Regions from separate parts of the Sus scrofa genome. Here region 1 is linked to region 2. Evidence: chromatin contacts called from public Hi-C data. All regions are on one chromosome and are shown on one strand. The core of a region is the stretch at or near the end of the contact, and the rest is flanking DNA. Distances in the headings are between cores, read along the strand shown.

Region 1 (2,700 bases), core at 114-2,613, 400 kb before region 2:
AAACATTTTATAATCTCTGTTACCTATTTTCCTGAATTAAAAGGGCTTTGTGGTAGTGTTTTCCACTGAAGAAAGGAGATACTGGTTTCTTCTCTTAATCATATCTACATCCTCCAAGTTCTTTAAAGGGTAAGACTGGTTCCACAAATTAAAATGCAAGTATCATCAAGGAAGCAAAATAGAAATCATATTGCAAGAAATTATGAACTCCACATAGGGCAATGATTATCACATTACAGAAAAGGGTTCTTTAACTTTGAGCCTACGCATATGTGTCCCAGGTGATCTCCTTTTCTCATTCCATACTCCCTAGGAATTCAGGCAGGAGTTTAAGTGGTGGCAGCAACTGTTGCTTTTGTGAAACTGGTGATGGTCTAATGCCTTTTAAGTTGTAAGAGAAGGTGCTGCCACTGTCATGGTGTCTGCTGCAGGAGTGGAGGGACAGGTTGTTCCTCCTGCAGTTTATTCTCCATTGAAGAATACTTCCTGTACCCGTCTTTTGAGTTTCAGTAAAGGAGGTGTCTTTTCTGAGGACGTTTTTTTGACCGCTCTGTAAAAATTCATGGTGATTTAAAGCAGGCGTCTGTGTAAAGGGGCAGGGAATTAATATTTTTGGCCAGAAGATCTCTTGTCAAGTCAACTCAGCTCTACAGTTGTAGTGCAAAAACAGCCATAGGCAATATGTAAATGAATGAAGGTGCTATGTTCTAGGAACACTTTACTTAAATGAACAGGCAGCAGGTTAGATTTGGCACACAGGCCAAGGTTTACTGACCCAAATCAGCAAGTCTGGGAGTCAGTAGTGTTCTCTATGTGTGTTTCCTTGAAAACAGCTAGCTTATGTGTAATTGGAAAATAGGACAATAACGTCAGTATAGTATGGAAATTGTGTTTATTCGTATGAGATTTTTTTTTTCCCCCTGGGCAAGAGGTGTTAGAATAGTAGGAATAGAAGGATAATTATCCATAAGAGGAGTTCCCTCTGTGGTGCACTGGGTTAACAATCCAGCTTGTCTCTGTGGTGCAGTGGGATTGATCCAGATGTCAGTTCGATCCCCAGTCCGGTGCAGTGAGTTTAGGATCCAGCATTGCTGCAGCTGTAGCGTAGGTCACAGCTCTGCCTCTGATTCAATCCCTAACTGGGGAACCTCCATGTGCCTTGGGGGCGACCAGAAAAAAAAAAAGAAGAAAGAAAATTATCCACAAGAAGAAGAAAAAAGCCTTTAGTTTAGTTGCTAGATATGTAGGAGTCCTTTCAGCTTAATTTCAGGAAAATTAAGGATGAGAAGTTACACTCAGATATCTTCCCCAGAAATACACCCTCAGTATTGCATGGCTCTTGACATGTGACAAGTTTCACTTCTTCCTGTTCCCGCTTCAGTGGAAGCCTCACTGCCTCAAAGCTCCACTGCATCTACATTTCCTCACACCTTTAACCAGGCATTTCCATACTAGTGTCTTTGGGCATATTGTCTCCACCAATTTGTGTGTGTGGTGTGTGTTGTTGTTTGCTTTGTACTTTTAGGCCTGCACCCGAGGCATGTGGAAGTTCCCAGGCTAGGGGTCCAGTTGGAGCCACAGCTGCCGGCCTACACTACAGCCACAGCAATGCAGTATCCAAACTGTGTCTACGACCTACACCACAGCTCATGGCAAGCCAGATCCTTGACCCACTGAGCGAGGCCAGAGATCAAACCCGCATCCTTATCGATTCTAGTTGGATTCGTTAATTGCTGAGCCACGATGGGAACTCCTCCACTAATTTGTGTTTTTGTTAGAGCTCTGGTTTCAAAGCCACATGTGTTTTGAGTTTGCCTCAACACTGTTTTTCCCATAAACCTTGTTATTTTCGGTGTGAGAGTTTATAGAATGTGAGGTTTTCTAGGAATGCATTTATCATTTGGAAAAATGCCTATATTTCTTTGTAAAGTTATGATAAGATGTTCTTATCATATATTCTGTAAATAGCTAATGAGTGCCTCCCGTGTGCCAAGCACTGTTCTGTGTTTAAAGGATATAATTAAGATAGCCATCTAATTTATCATCTAAATTAGGAAACTTTTGAGAGTGAAGAGGGGGTACTATTAAAAACTATTAATTAACTATTAATAACTATGCTAGATAACAGATATAAAGGGGAAGCAGACAAGAAAATAAGTGAATGAGTAAGTAACTACATAGGATGTGCTCTAGAAGAAATAACAAGATGTTCTGATAAGGGTGACCTAACTTTGGATAAGATGGTTGGAGAAAGCCTTTTGGAACATGTGACTCTTAAGATTACATGAAAATTAAGAAGTTGGTTTATGTGAAGAGTGCAGGAGAACTGTTTTAGGCAGAGAGAACAACATACATGCAAAGGCCTTGAGGTGAGAATTGGGTTTGTATGCCTTACAAAGTAAAAAAATGGCCCTGAGGCTGAATCCTTACGATTGAAGGAGAAAGTAGTGTGCATTGAGGTTAGAGAGATAGGCAAGGACCACATCTGGGGTGAACATTCTGGTAACCACAAGCCATATGTGACTACTGAGTACTGGAAATGTGACTAGTTCAGGCTGATATGTGCTATAAGTGGGGTAATATACATACTGGATTTTGAAGACTTAGCACCCCCAAAAAGTAATATAAAATTATCTCATTAATAATTTTTATATTATAAATTGAAATAATAATACATTGGATGTATTAGGTTAAGTAAGA
Region 2 (2,700 bases), core at 151-2,650:
AATGGGATAATCTACTTAAAGGATTTAAAACAGTTCATGATGTGAGGTGCTATTTTTCCCCCCTTTTGTGCAAATGTTCCCACCCCTGGACAGTTTCTTCCTGCTTTTTCTGCCTAGCTTTTTCTGAAGACCCAAGTGGGTACCTTTTCCTCTGAGAAACCTCCACAGCCCCAGGCTGACCCCTCTGTCCACTCTGGACACTCTGCTCAGACCTGTCCCAGCATGGATGATCTGTGTGGGAGTGGCTGTCACAGGAAGGAAGCTCCTTGAAGGCAGGGGCCAGGTCTGAGTCACCCACTGGTGTTCCACTGAGCGATTCCCAGCAATGTTTTTGGAATGAATGCAAGGGAAGAAGAAGGGAGGAGCGGAGCATCACACAGAGTTTACACATCACTGGCTGAAGCTCCCTTGGGCCTCAGGGTCCTGGCAGTTAGTTAAAGCCCAGTCAACGGCTGAACCCAACAGAGTGTGGGTAAGAGTCTGAATACGTGTCAGTATGTGAGAATGTGAAATATGTGTGTGTGTATTTGGGTGTGACGGTGGGGAATGTATACAGGTGCTTTTTTTTTTTTTTCCTGCTTTTTGCTTTTGGGAATGTATACAGGTGTGAATGGACATGTGCAAGGGTTTGTATGACCGTATACACACATACACACACATGCTCACTAAGATGGCACTTAGGGGAGCAAGGTCTTTTCCTGTTCCTTCTTGGGTCCTAGCACTCTCAAATGAACGTAGGGTGGTGGGGGAGGGCATTATGGAAAGCAGGGTGGCACTGTGCTTATTAGCAGAGGTTCTAGACCAGACATCATTGGCACTTCCTAACTAGAAGCCTCAGTTTTTTTTAAATCTGTAAGATGGGTATAATTGCAGCACCTACCTTATAGAGTGGCACATAAGAAGTACTCAAATGTTAACTGATATCATTATTCTAGGTGTCACTATCAATACCCAGAGCAGATACTTCCACAGGCTAAAGACTCAAACCAAGTCAAAAGACTACCCTCTAGCCATGTCCATCAAAATTCTCTGAACCTTAGTTTCTTCTATGAGAGGTAGCAATAAAGTGCATTTTTTTAAGGGCCATACCTGCACATATGGAGGTTCCCCCAGGCTAGGGTTGAGTTGGAGCTTCACTCTCTGGCCTATGCCACAGGCACAGCAACACATGATCCAAGCCACATCTGCGACCTACATCACAGCTCACAGCAGCACCAGATCCTTAACCCACTCAGCAAAGCCAGGGACTGAACCTGCAACCTCATGGTTACTAGTCAGATTTGTTTCCGCTGCGCCACAATGGGAAGTCCTACATTTAAAAATGTTGCCCATCTCCCAGGGGTTTTATGTGAGATCACAGGGTGCGGCAGGCTGAAGCCAAAGCTAGGAGCAGGGTGCCCTCTCCTGGCACTACTGGGTAAAGATGGGCTCCAGACGGAGAGGCAGTTCGGAGGTGGGGGTGCTGTTGGGACTCCCAACAAAAGGAGCCCAGCAGAGGGGCAGCGTGCTGGGGAGCAGCCTCCTTCCTCTTTGTCGGCTGAACTCGTCCTTTCTCCACTTCAGGACGACCTCCGGACCCGGGGCAGCCCTGATTCAAGCTCTCAGAACATCCCATGTTCCGTGTCTATCTCTCCTCAAGGGAAAGGATCATCTGAGAAATGAAGAAGTAAAATCCCAGACCTCTGGGTTCCTAGGGTCCCTGGACCAGGCTCCCAGTAAGTGTTAGTATAACAGGATCATGGGAGCCTGGACTGGAATGCGAATTGAGTCAAGAGGACACCCAGTCTCAGTTGGGGACATAAGTCGGACTTGGGGAGCTTGTGACCCCCATCCCAAAGACAGCCAGGTCTGAGGGCTGAAGACGAGAAACACCACAACGCGGGCTCCTAGGCAGACATCTGGGAGTGTTAATTCATTCCACAAATATTGGGTGCTTTCCACGTGGCGGTCTGGGATGAGAAGCATTAAGTGGCAGCGTGGGGGAGAGGCTGTTCCAAGCTCTCTAAGAAAACCCCCGCTTCAGTACTCCACTGCCCAGCAGTGACATCAAAGCCAAAGCGGACCCAAGGGAAGTTCACAAACTTGAGGGGGCCTGGAGTTAGGGGCGTGGAAGGAACTGGGGAGAGGGGGAGACACCCTGATGGGGTGGAGCAGTGGGGGTGTCCCAGAACTGTATTCTTTTATCTCATCCCCCAAAGAAGACATCCTTGTCCTCAGCATCCCAATTAATCCCGAATCTGAGCAAGGCAGTCGGGAGGGCCCCTTGGCCAATGGACAGGCTCCTTCCCTCTCCGCCCCTCTCCGCCCCTCTCCACCCTCCAAGCTGGGGACCTAAATGTCGGCAAAAGCAAACAACTAAAGGGCGGGTTCAAAGGGCGGGCGATGAGGCCACAGGGCCTGGTCTGTCTCTGCCCATTGTTTCCCGGGCCCCTCAGCCTCCCCAGAGCCTGCTGCTGGCGCCAGGCTGGGGAGAAGGGGGGGTCTGACAATTATTTGTCCCCTGTGGCCTTCAGCAGAGTGGGCGGACAGCCCCTCCTCTAGCACTGTTAGTAGTTGTTTGTGAACACAGCCTGATACGTATGCATCTATTTATCTACATGCCTATGTATGAAAATAGGCAAAAACCTATTTGCAAGGTTTTTTTTTCTTTTTACACAATAACATACTAGGCCCACTGTTCTGCCAATCCTTTCTTTTTCC

The links. Hi-C and Micro-C count contacts between places; a contact is called where the count stands out from the background.
Region 1: a contact with region 2 is called in a Hi-C map of alveolar macrophages, with 4 times the contacts expected there. The contact joins two enhancer-like sites. A contact is called at or near these places in 15 of 47 Hi-C or Micro-C datasets (alveolar macrophages, blood, embryonic fibroblasts and 7 more) and 2 of 2 datasets of contacts at active chromatin or transcription factors (alveolar macrophages and skeletal muscle).

Annotation. Positions count from the first base shown.
Region 1 is chr17:38,158,729-38,161,428 of Sscrofa11.1, reverse strand. All of the region lies in intron 5 of NCOA6 (nuclear receptor coactivator 6), which reads left to right. Among named protein-coding and RNA genes, the nearest start is that of TP53INP2, 56 kb to the right of the region's middle. Within about 2 kb of position 1,363, at least 1 of the 83 cell types and tissues checked has an H3K27ac peak or open chromatin away from gene starts, as enhancers often do. A contact at or near this core is called in alveolar macrophages, where this site is marked.
Region 2 is chr17:37,759,026-37,761,725 of Sscrofa11.1, reverse strand. No RefSeq gene overlaps it. Among named protein-coding and RNA genes, the nearest start is that of AHCY, 16 kb to the right of the region's middle. Within about 2 kb of position 1,400, at least 23 of the 83 cell types and tissues checked have an H3K27ac peak or open chromatin away from gene starts, as enhancers often do. A contact at or near this core is called in alveolar macrophages, where this site is marked.